2 separate regions of the Triticum aestivum genome follow, and region 1 is linked to region 2. The links are chromatin contacts, called in public Hi-C maps. All regions are on one chromosome and are shown on one strand. The core of a region is the stretch at or near the end of the contact, and the rest is flanking DNA. Distances in the headings are between cores, read along the strand shown.

Region 1 (5,395 bases), core at 495-2,994, 240 kb after region 2:
AGAATAACAATTTATGTCTCGCTTGTCCTTTTACCTCTCCGACACATCAATTTTGGCCTCGACAACATGACAACCTATGTTGAGTGGGAGGAAGATCTCTAGATGGTATCCCATATACCTTTTTTAGAGATATTGCGGGCCAAAACAAAGCGCCCCGCTTCCATTTCCACGAAATGAAACCAGGATAAACAAAAGTTCAAGGATGCTCGAGATGAACCTGAGTAGCCATCAGAAGGGTTTAGGTTTTTTTTTGACAATTCATTGCAACCAAGGTAGACAATGATGATAAAGAAATCAGAACCATGATAAAGCAACCGACACCAACACAAAAAATGTCTCACATTGTATATACTTGTCCTATACTTCCATATAAGTACTAATAATACCATCAAACTATCGAGTACAACGTGTAACGGCACATCACTGACCACAAACACTCAATCAAATCTGTCAGAAACTACTGTAGAGAAAACCACTTCTAGTAACCACAGAAGTAACCGTTGGCTTGGTTTGAGAAAATAAATCAACTTTGGAGCCTCGATAGAGTGTAATTACTCAAATGGAGCCTGAGAGGAATTACACTATGTCGAAGCAAGAACATTGGAAACACACAAAGAAAAATTGTACATGATTACAACACAGTGCATAAAAAACCCTCCTAAAAATAGGGGTTGGATGTTGCAGCTAATGTTGTTCTGGTTTAAGGCTTAAGTTATCAGATTAACTAAGTAAACAGTAAAATACAAAATATTATTTGCTTCTTAAACGGTGTCTTTTGTGGATACAAACTCCTACATGCATGACTGTATATGCCACCATGAGCGACAAGGATGCTTGGGTCTCGGGTGCCAATGCGCCCAAATGAAAAAAAAAGACCACCATTAGGGTCGCCGCCCCGTCATCCAAGACCACCCCACTGTCGCCACACCTGGACACCATCGATTGATGAAGGGAAAAAGGCACCTCCTTACATCGCAAATAACCGCCCTTTGTAGGAAGGGGGCCCAGCCGACCATAATCGGGTAGGGGAAATGTCACCGTTGGCCACGCCGCAACCACTGCACCGCCCCGCTAGGGACCAGTGCCACCGTCACAACCCATTTGGCTCCTCCAGATTTCGGCGACGACAAGGCTGGGAGGAATCCTTGCTGGTGTTGGCGTCGGCTGGGCTTTGCCGAACCGCGCCCTCAGGCGGCAGCGAGGGACGGCTAAGAGGTGGAGCCGGTTCCCCCTTGGTCGCACGCGGGGCAACACGAAGAGGGGAGCGGGCATCCACTGCACCTTATATTCATGTGGCAATCAGGCGCCACATCAAACATCAACCGCTTTAAACTTAGTGAAGGGTGTAAAATTAAGTGAACTTTTTCATAAGCTACATGTTGAGCGCACGAAGGTCACGTCCGTCGCCCCACTAACACCAAAGCCAAAGGGAAAAGGTCCAGGTGTACGTGTCTGCATACGGACGTACCACTACCGCAAGCAAATGGCCACGTCCTCTGTTTCCGATCGCTTATCAGTGCTCATCTTTCTCGTGGTAAAAGCGAAGGGGAAATTAGCTTGCCGACCAGGGCAAAGCGCAAAGGCGCAGGCGCGTGCGCGAGTGACCCGGTCACCGTGCGTCCACCCGAGTCTATCCACGTAAAACGGCGTTATTAAACTAAAATTAAAGTAGGCCCGTGCGCGCGCCGCAGCGACACCGTCGCCTCCCTCCCAAGGCAGTACTATTCCCCAAGCCACGCCCACACCCAGTCCCAGTGGTGAGCAGCACGCTTCCCCTCCTATAGAAAACGTCCCCGGGACGAGACCCCGAGACCGGAAATTCTCCAAAGCAAACCACATCCTCTTCCCCTCCCCTCCCCTTCCCTGCTCGCGCGACCTCACTGCCCGAATCCAAGCTCCCGTCTGGGCGGCTGCTCCTGCTCGTGTGGGTGTGCCGTCGTTAGTCTGCGCTCGGGTTCGTCCGGAGCTGGGATCCGGTTGGGTTTCCGGGCGGAAGGCCGGATTTGGGGCCGGCCGGCTTCATCTCGGCCCATTGTTTTCGCCGCCGAGCTCTCCGTAGCCATTCTCCTGGTAAGCACAGCCTTCCCGGGTTAGCTTGCTTCGTGTTCTGCAGTGCGTCTCCTAGTCTTTGCATAATGGTACTACCCATGGATGAATTTTTGTTCGTCTCGCCTGTTTGTGCGGAGAGATTCAGTTGCATTGTGAATAAGTATGTTTTGTCTAGCGTTGGATGTGTCTTGCTGGCTCTTCTCGGGTCGTTTGCGCACCAAGTTTGTGTGACCAATTCTGCCCCCGTCAAATTCTTCTTCTTACCATAGCTCTTGTTTTGTTCCAGAAAGTAAAAATTAGCTTCAGTTTGAGGGGTTCTCCCGCCGGCTCAAGTCATCCGAAGAACCGGACGCTCTGTTAGCGCTAGCGTTTCCTGCTGCAACAGACAACGGATTGCTGGTTCGTTCGTAGCAGTCCAGAGTCTGAAAAATGCATCCCAAGGCTCGCATCCACGCGGACCCGGCGGCACCGGAGCCGGACCGGATCGACGGCCTGCCGGACTCGCTCGTGCTGCTCATCCTCAACAAGCTGGAGGACGTGCACTCGCTGGGCCGCTGCGCCGCCGTGTCCAGGCGCTTCAACGACCTGGTCCCGCTCGTCCACGACGTGTACGTCAAGATCGACCGCGTGGTGGCCGTGGACGGCGACCCCGACGACGCGCTCAACCTGTCGTCCCCCAAGCCCCGCCACATCTTCTCCCACCTCTTCAAGCTCATGCTCTTCACCATCGCCAAGCCGTTCCAAGGCATGCGCGGCCCGGGCGGCGCGGGCGGCCGGCCGCTGTTCCCGCGGCTCGCCCAGCACTCGCCCGTGCAGGTGCTCAGGGGCTTCTCCCACGTCCGCAACCTCCGGGTGGAGCTCCCCTCGGGGGACGTCGGGACGGAGGAGGGGGTTCTGCTCAAGTGGCGGGCCAGGTACGGCAGCACGCTCCAGAGCTGCGTCATCCTGGGCGGCACCCTGGTCGACCGCAAGCCCGCCGGCGGGCACGAGCCGTCGGCGGCGGAGGACGGCGGGAGCATGCCGGAGTCCTTCTACACCAACGGCGGGCTGAAGCTGCGCGTGGTGTGGACCATCAGCTCCCTGATCGCCGCGTCGACGCGGCACTACCTGCTCCGGTCTATCATCAAGGAGCATCCGACGCTGCGAAGCCTGGTGCTGGCGGACGCCGACGGGCAGGGGACGCTGTGCATGGGGGCGGAGCAGCTCGCGGAGTTCAGGGAGAGCCGGCTGTCGGCCTCGGCGTGCTCCAACAGGACGCAGGTCCCGGCGTGCAGCATGAAGCTCAAGTACGCCCCCTACCTCGAGCTGCCCGGCGGCCTGGGGCTGCAGGGCGCGACCCTGGTCGTCATCAAGCCCTCCGGCGACGGGGCTGGCGGGTGTCACGTTGGCCGGAAGGAGACCGAAGCCTTTGTCTCGGGTGCGTTCGATGGGCCGTTCAGGTTCGCGGCCAAGGCGCTGATGAAGCGGCGCACCTATCTGCTGGAGATGAACGGGTTCTAGATGCTGTTGAGGTGTTTGTGGATGGATATCTTGCATTTGCAGTGCTTCTCATGAGTATAACTGTTTTCTGCTTGGGCAAATGCAGTTTCTGAATTGTAGTGTTGCATATAAGCTGGTGCGATATTAGTTGACAGTCTTATCTGTAGCGTTTGGGTGCAATCTGTCTTGCTCGCACAATCCACTCTTCCAATAGTAATGGAAAGAAATTTGAAATTTCCAGAAAAATATTTACATATATGCTTCTACATTATGGGAACGTTTAGAAATATAAGAACGTTTAGATCACTTAAGTATCAGAAATATAAGAAATATAAGAACGTTTAGATCACTAAAGTATTAGAGAGAGTAAATACTACTCCCTCCGTCCCATAATGTTGGACGTTTTTTGATACTATAGTCAAAAAACGTTCTACCTTATGGGACGGAGGGAGTAACTAGTAAGACATATTTTGAAGAGACAAGCTCTAGGAAGAAATCAGGTCAGTAGATTCAGACTGAATATGCATTGACGCTCTCTACGGCATTTTACAGGAGAATTCAATTTTATGGTAGCTTTTATACTGCAGCTATTGACCCCCAAGTCCATTTCATCTATTTACTACTTGTTATTCAAGTAACAAACAATAGGACATAAAAGCTGAAAAGTCATCTACAAATTATTATTTCTTGATAAAGAGAGCTCTCTCTCTGATTTCCATTAACGGAAACCACAATGTCTTATACAACAACTAGAACTAAGAAACATAAACGACGATGCATGATCAAGAGGGAGCAGAATGGGCTATCCCGAACGGCCTCCAAGAGAGCACAAAAGGCTATATCAGTATATAGCTAACCGATAACCTGCAAAAGCTAATAAACTCCGAAGCCATCATCCTGGGGGCTACAAACCAGGTCTCCAGGAAATGGTAATACGAAAGAAACCGATAACCTGCAAAAGCTAATAAACTCCGAAGCCATCATCCTGGGGGGCTACAAACCAGGTCTCCAGGAAATGGTAATACGAAAGTACAAGGGAAATTCTAACCATACATCAACATATATCACAGTTTTAAAGCAGGATAGCAAATGAACATCTTCAACATCAGCCAAAGGTAGGAGGGACAGAGAGTTCCACTGAAGATCACTCAGCCATGATCCTGTTGGTCCCTATCCTCCACCCATGCGTCGCCTTGAAGACTTCACTTGCAATCAACTTAACCATTTTTACGCCCCACTTCATTGTTCTTTGTCTTTATGATTTTTTTTTTGCAAAGTATTTCAATCATGAAGCCATTTGATAATCATATTAACAGTAGCACATGGATCGGTCACCTTCTTGTTATAAAAAATAATACTATTTCTCAATTTCCAAATAGTCCAGAAAATAACAGATATTCCAACCACAACTAGGTTCTGTTGAACAGGTCATGTACACTATCAGGTATATCATGTTAGACTGAAAGAACACTTCATGATATTCCAAAGCAATTTAGCAACAGAACGCCGCAAGAGTAAATGATTTATAGATTCCTTCCTTCCCCAATATGAACATTTATTATCACCAGCCACCCTCTCCTAAGAAGATTCTCATTAGGTAGGATGCTATTTTCTAAGCACCAGCCAGATAATCACTTTAACTCTAGGGGCATCTTAACTTTCCACAAGAAGTTATGTGGATATTTTGATCCCATTTTCAGCCAAGAGCCTATAGTAAGATTTAACTAAATATATACAATTCTTAGTAAGTGTCCATCTGATGGACTTTTTGATATGTCAAAACTACTACAGCACAAACTTCTTTAATATCTTCCCACAACTCTAAAGAATCCCCATACAAGGTCCTTATAAACTGCACCTGATAAGG
Region 2 (6,229 bases), core at 1,259-3,758:
TCTCATCTTCGTGCTCCTTCACGGCGAGGGCCATCACCAACATCTACTGCCGATGGTTCTCGAGCAGCGTCTCAACATCCGAGTCGTCCGAATCGGACGTATGCTCGAGCAAAAACTTGACGCGAGGGCTCAAATCCATCTAAATTCACAAATACAAACGTCGCATGAACCAACTATGCATAGCACATCCCAAAGCACAAGCACAAGTACTCACTGGCAGCTCGGGGCGGTGGCTCTGCGGCGGTGGATCCCGGGGCGGCGAAGGCGCGGCTCGGCTCGGCGGATCCGGGAAGCCGGTGAAGCGGGTAGGTGGATCAGGGTGAGGGCCGCCCACGGCGTGATTCTGTCCGCAGATTTGGCCGGAATCGCCGGCGGCGGACGGGCGGAACCAATGGTGGGCGACTGCGGAAGGGGGTGGGGAATGGGCACAGGCTGAAATGTCCCTCCCACCAACCGCTTTTCTAGGATACGGTGCATCGTCGGGTCGAGGGAGAAACCTGCGTTTTCGCGGGTTGGAGATGTGATTTTACCGCGCCCCTCAAACAAAATTACGGAACCGACGTGTTTGCAGTGTCTGATCGGGCAACATTTTTTCATGCGAACCCGTATTTTAGTGGTTATTTTATGGGTCAGGGCATTATACGGGGACTGGCATATTAGGGGCTTAGCCAGTGGGCTATGGTCCAAGTTCTCTTATCGTTATTAGGGGCTTAGCCCAATTATCTTATCGTTATTAGGGTCGTTTGCTTAGGAGCCAAGTAAACCTCTCTATATAAGGAGAGGAGATGATCAATCTAATCAAGCAAGAAGCAATCATTATTTGCTCGGCTACCTTTAGGGAGCCGGGAGACCTAACCCTAGCCGCCTCTTGCGCCACCGACGCCTCTTCTCCACCACGCAAGGACGGCGGCTAGCCGCCGGCCGCCGCGCCCTCGTCCTTGTCTTCCTTCATCTTTCCCCTACAATCTCCGCCCTAGAACCGGCAGAACTCTAGCTCCTAACAGCTAGATATGCTCTTAATGGACTGGGACAATGGAAACCACAATGTGTGTGTTTTCTTTTTTTAGTACCAGAAAGGTTAGAACTTTCGTTTGACATGGCTTCAGATTTGTGGAAAGTGTGCTTTCGTTTTATGGTGTAGCAGCATCATAAGACTATGAGAAATACTCCCTCTGTAAAAAATATAAGAACGTTAAGATGGAGGGAGTAGTTACTTGATTTACGATTGAGGAACTCGCACCTGTGTACCCCTGCGAACTCCTTTGTACTCCCCCTGTCCGGTGAAGAGTTTATATTTAGCTTCAAAATTTATCCACGAAAGAGTATATTTTTATCTTCTCAATGCACTTTAAAGTAGACAAAAATGCTTCTCTCTCATCGCACGGTAATCAAGACCAATAATATTATACATATGGTCTTCTTAATTTCTACATGCACTTAGCTCATTGGGGTTTGGGTAATTAAAGAGGAGAGAGATGGTGACTTGCATCTTTCCAATGCATGTTTTATTCTATTCCATAATTTGTTCAAAAATTTATATATGTACATTTTTCACCGAACGAAGGGAATACATTATTCTACTTGTAGACAAATGGATCTGTTGTAGGTTTGGGACAAAGAGCAAACTGGGCTTGTCTCTGAATTAGCAGTAGTGGAGTAGTACCACGCACGACGAGGAAGGAGGAAGACGCGGCACGGCCTCGATCGAGCGTGGGCACGCATCACTTGGGCATAGACCATGCATGAATCCATCATGCGACCGTACTACGAGACTTCCTGAGGCGTCCATCCAGCTGCCGCCTGGCAGCATACTCTGACTAACTATCCACTGCGTAAATAGGATTTTTTTGCGGGTGGCGTAAATAGGATTATACACTAGTAGCACTATTAATTACGTAGTATTTTTTGGCTCCAAGAGCTTATCTGACGTGACGTGTTGGACCAAGCTTAGCCGGAGCACCATCACGTGGGTCGCGTTGCCTACCTGTGTGCCCTGCCCTCCCGCGTCTCTGCCGGCAGTTCTCTCGCTCCGCTACCCGTGTGCAGTGCACGACTGCACGCACGGCCTGCTGTTTTCACCCAGCCGCGTACCGTGAGCTGGCTGCCATTGCCAAACAGCTGCCGCCGCCGCCGCCGCCTCCAACGGCTCTGCTCTGGTGGCCGTGACATTGCATAGACCACATGACACGCGTGCAGAGTGAAGCGAAAAGTGTGTGCGTGCGTGTGTGTGTGACAATTTTTGTTCCTCTCCGGGCCCGGTTCACCATGCGATGCGTGTCCCCTCGAACTACTCTACTCACCGGAGAGACGCCGATGGATCCAGCTGTCTGCATTAACGAGCAGAGATCCGTGTTCGCGGTTGCCAACACGCATCGCTTGCCTTGCCATGCATGCGGTGCAGTCCATGATCGATTTCACACCTTTGTTTCCCCGTTAATCAAAACCTTCCATAAACCCACAAGCCGCGACCGCGCACGCGACGCGGTTTCCAGTCCAGCCCCCCTCCTTCGACAGCAAGCAGCCCGACCCAACACGACCCACCGCCGCGCTCTATATAACCCCCTCCGCCGCCGACCCTCCCCGCTCTCCCACCCCTTGTTCACCTCCTCGCACGTCACCTCCGTCTTCTCCTCCATCCTCTGCAACAAGAGAGAAACAACGCCGGCGACCACAGACAGCCATACAAGGTGCGTCGCCGTCTTAATTCCGATCTTGCTCGCACTTTCGATTTGTTTGTCAATTGGGAATGCGGTGACGCTTCACCTGTTTGGAGCGCACCAATGTAGGAGTACATCAATTAGAACTGACAGTGTGGCACGGACGGTTCTGATGTTGCAGATTGATTCGCACGCGCGCCGCGAGGAGCAGGAGCGGCCGATGATGAACGACGGCCGGGTCCACCCGGCGGCCACCAGCTCCGACTTCTCCGGCGAGTACGCCTACTCCTCCTCCGACCCCTCCTCCAGCCCGCTCTACAGCTTCCACTTCGAGAAGCCCGTCCCGCCGCCGCCCCAGCACCACAACAAGCCGCAGCCCGGCACGTACGTGGTGCAGGTGCCCAAGGACAAGGTCTTCCGCGTGCCGCCGCCGGAGAACGCGCGCCTCTTCCAGCACTACACCCGCCGCGCCAAGCGCCGCGCCGGCTGCTCCTGCCTCCGCGCCTGCATCTACCTCGCCGTCGCCATCCTCTCCCTCGCCGTCCTCCTCGCCGCCGCCGTCGGGGCCGTCTACCTCGCGTTCAAGCCCAGGCAGCCGGCCTACTCGGTCGTGTCCCTCGCCGTGTCCGGCCTCGCCGGCGTCGGCAACGCCTCGGCCCCCGGCGCGCTCTCGCCGGGGTTCGCCGCGACCGTCCGCGCCGACAACAGCGCCAACGGCAAGGTCGGCGTGCACTACGACGGCGCCGGGAGCCGCGTCGCCGTGTCGTACGAGGGCGTGAGCCTGGCGGACGGCGCGTGGCCGGCCTTCTACCAGGCGCCGAGCAACATCACGGTGTTCGTGGCGAAGGCGAAGGGCACCGGGATACGGTTCTCGGAGCGCGAGCGCGGGCAGATGGCCGCGGCGGAGCGGCTCCGGTCGGTGCCGTTCGACGTGGACATCACGGTGCCCGTGCGGCTGCAGCTCGGCGGGCTGAAGACGTGGGCCGTGCCGGTGACGGTGCGGTGCGCCATGGCGGTGGACCGGCTCGCCGCCAGCGCCAAGGTGGTGTCCAGGTCCTGCGACGTCAAGGTGCCGTTCCTGTTCTGGAGGAACTGACGCCGAAGCAAGAAAAATGGTTACTGGCCGATTAGGAGAGCAGTTCTTGCAGGTAGCGGCATGCAAAGGATTCGTGCTGCTTTCGTGATGTTTTTTCTCCCCATTGATTTGTATGTTGGTTTGATCGAGCAATGTCAATTCTTTTGTCCGTCGAGATCATGTGCTGCCGCGAAATCGTGCTGCAGTTAAGATGTTCACGAGGTGCAGCAACCTCTCTTCTCCTGAAAGACTGAAAGAAAATGGTGTTGGTGCACCGGTACCTGTTGTGTTACAATTTGAACAGCTGCTGACGGAAAAAAGAAACCTAGTAGGAGTATAAGTTTTGTCATATGGTTTTCAGTAGAAACTATACGTTTTAATCTGGAACAGTGGCAACTACATATCGTTCTGAATATGAAATGCATGAACTTTCATGGTTCCAAGCAAACTTGGATGTAGTACTCCAGTTTACACTAGGTCATTTATGCTTTTGCAATCAATTGGAACTATGAAGGCTCACACACAAGTCCCATGACAAAATTGAACATTCAGCACCAAGGCAACAGGCATGCTTATTAGTCCAGGGAAAGTAACTCAAAATTCTGTGTAGACATGAACATACTCAGCTCGTGCATGCACTGAATGTTCAGACTAACACTGACTGCACAAATCAGCTCGTACATGTAGGATGACAAGATCAGACTTGCAGGTCAGACATCTGCAGTTCAAGCACTTCTGAAGAATCGTTCAGATCCATTTCGACTGTGGTTTCCCAACATACATTAGTGTGTATGCCAAATTAAATCAGTGCTTCAGCACAACAACCTTTGACAATATAAAGCTCGATGACGATGATTAGGATAGAGCCTGTTCTTCTGCTGTTATCTTTGTCGTCTGGTCAATGCTAAAAAGAATGTTGTGAGCTCCCAGCGACTAAGTGTAGTGCCTTTCACGTCTTGGCCGGCTGAGCATGAAAACCATATCAGAGAAATTGTCAGAATCTGATCTGTACTTCTGTTCGGATTGGATACCCGTTTCTAGCTCTCAAGACAGCTAGTGCAGCTCCATGAACTTGAACTAATTTTCAAGCCTTTTTGTTTGTCCAAAGCCCATGTAGGAAAACATCTTGTCCGATCAATGTGATATATGCTGAATTCGAGATGTGAACCTGGAAATGTTATCAGAAATGGTCGTTGTAAGGATATGGATCGCAACTTAGTTGACCTGACAGGAGCTTATTTAATTATTTCCATCACTTCAATGCTCCTGAAATTGATTTAACCTAACCGGTTAGCCATTGTTAAAATATTGGTTAAGATGGTAAATGGACATCAATACCCTAACCCTGGAAATAAAATATTACTAATTCTTCTTGGTGCCAACCAACATTTTTGTAAAGAAACACCTCTAGACACTAACTAACTCACGGATCGTTGCTCAGTTACGAAGCCAAAACTTAAGACGATATAGAGTAAGTCACCTGAGACATCCATCTTAGAGGTGTTTGGTGCCAAGTGAAAATACAAAGAACAGTAGTAGAAAATCAGCAGAGATGAACACCAATATTTTACCGAAAAAGGCTTTCGCCCCGATTTATAAATAAAGCAAACCACCACAGCCAAACAGTACAACAAATGTTCACCTACACACACACGGTCGCACAACATAGAGTACAAATAGGTTCTGTTGAGGGCACAACTCAACAAGCCTAGAAAAAGAAAAAACGGAGGCGGGTCAACCGCAGCAGCAACTAAGAAGCTAATCCGGCTCTGGTGGTGGAGGAGGGAGCGGCGGCGGCAAGCGAAGAGCCATCGCGCGAAGGTCGGAGATGATGATGGTGATGGCGTCTCGGTCCTGGTGGCGGCTAAGCGGCCGCCAGAGCTGCAAATATCCACACATTTTGAACATAGCATCAGTAGCACGTCGAAGAGGAACCAGCTGAATGACAAGCTTATTACGCACGGTCCAGAGCATCCACGCAAGCACTCCAATGAGCAGCCACCTAATGTGGCGGCCCGTCATGGGGGAGGCCTGGACCTTAGAGAGGAGATCTGGGAAGTTGGTGGTACACCAGCTGCCACCGACAGCCTCACGGAGGCAGCCCCATAGGAACTGGGCAGACACGCACTAGAAGAAGATGTGAATCGAGGTTTCTTTCGTCCCACATAGGGGGCAGATGCCATCGCCCGGGCCCTGGCATTTTACGACCTCCACGCCAGAGGGAAGCCGGCCACGGATCCATTGCCACATGAAGATTCTAATCTTGAGGGGCAAATGGATGGCCCAGATAGACGCAAGGACTGCCGGGCAGGGCGAGGGGGCAATGGCCTGGTACAGGGACTTCGTGGAAAAGCGACCAGAGGGATCGAGGTGCCAAGACAGCCGGTCGTGGGGCTGCGCCAGGTCGGGCTCACGGAGAGCCACGGCGTCAAGGAGCTCGTGCCACGCGGCAACCTCCGGGGGCCCAAAGGGCCGCTGGAACGCGAGACGCCCTAAG

The links. A called contact is a pair of places that touch in the nucleus more often than the background predicts.
Region 1: a Hi-C map of leaf shows a contact between it and region 2, with 3 times the contacts expected there. The contact joins the promoter of LOC123079514 here to the promoter of LOC123074893 in region 2. A contact is called at or near these places in 2 of 5 Hi-C or Micro-C datasets (both in leaf) and 1 of 1 datasets of contacts at active chromatin or transcription factors (leaf).

The regions. Positions count from the first base shown.
Region 1 is chr3D:443,652,853-443,658,247 of IWGSC CS RefSeq v2.1, forward strand. LOC123079514 (F-box protein At4g18380) reads left to right here and starts at 1,745. Exons shown (of 2, transcript XM_044502286.1): 1 at 1,745-2,070; 2 at 2,336-3,768. The coding sequence starts at 2,479. The coding sequence ends at 3,549.
Region 2 is chr3D:443,411,519-443,417,747 of IWGSC CS RefSeq v2.1, forward strand. It overlaps LOC123074893 (NDR1/HIN1-like protein 13), which reads left to right and starts at 2,509. Exons shown (of 2, transcript XM_044497627.1): 1 at 2,509-2,687; 2 at 2,839-4,012. The coding sequence starts at 2,878. The coding sequence ends at 3,753.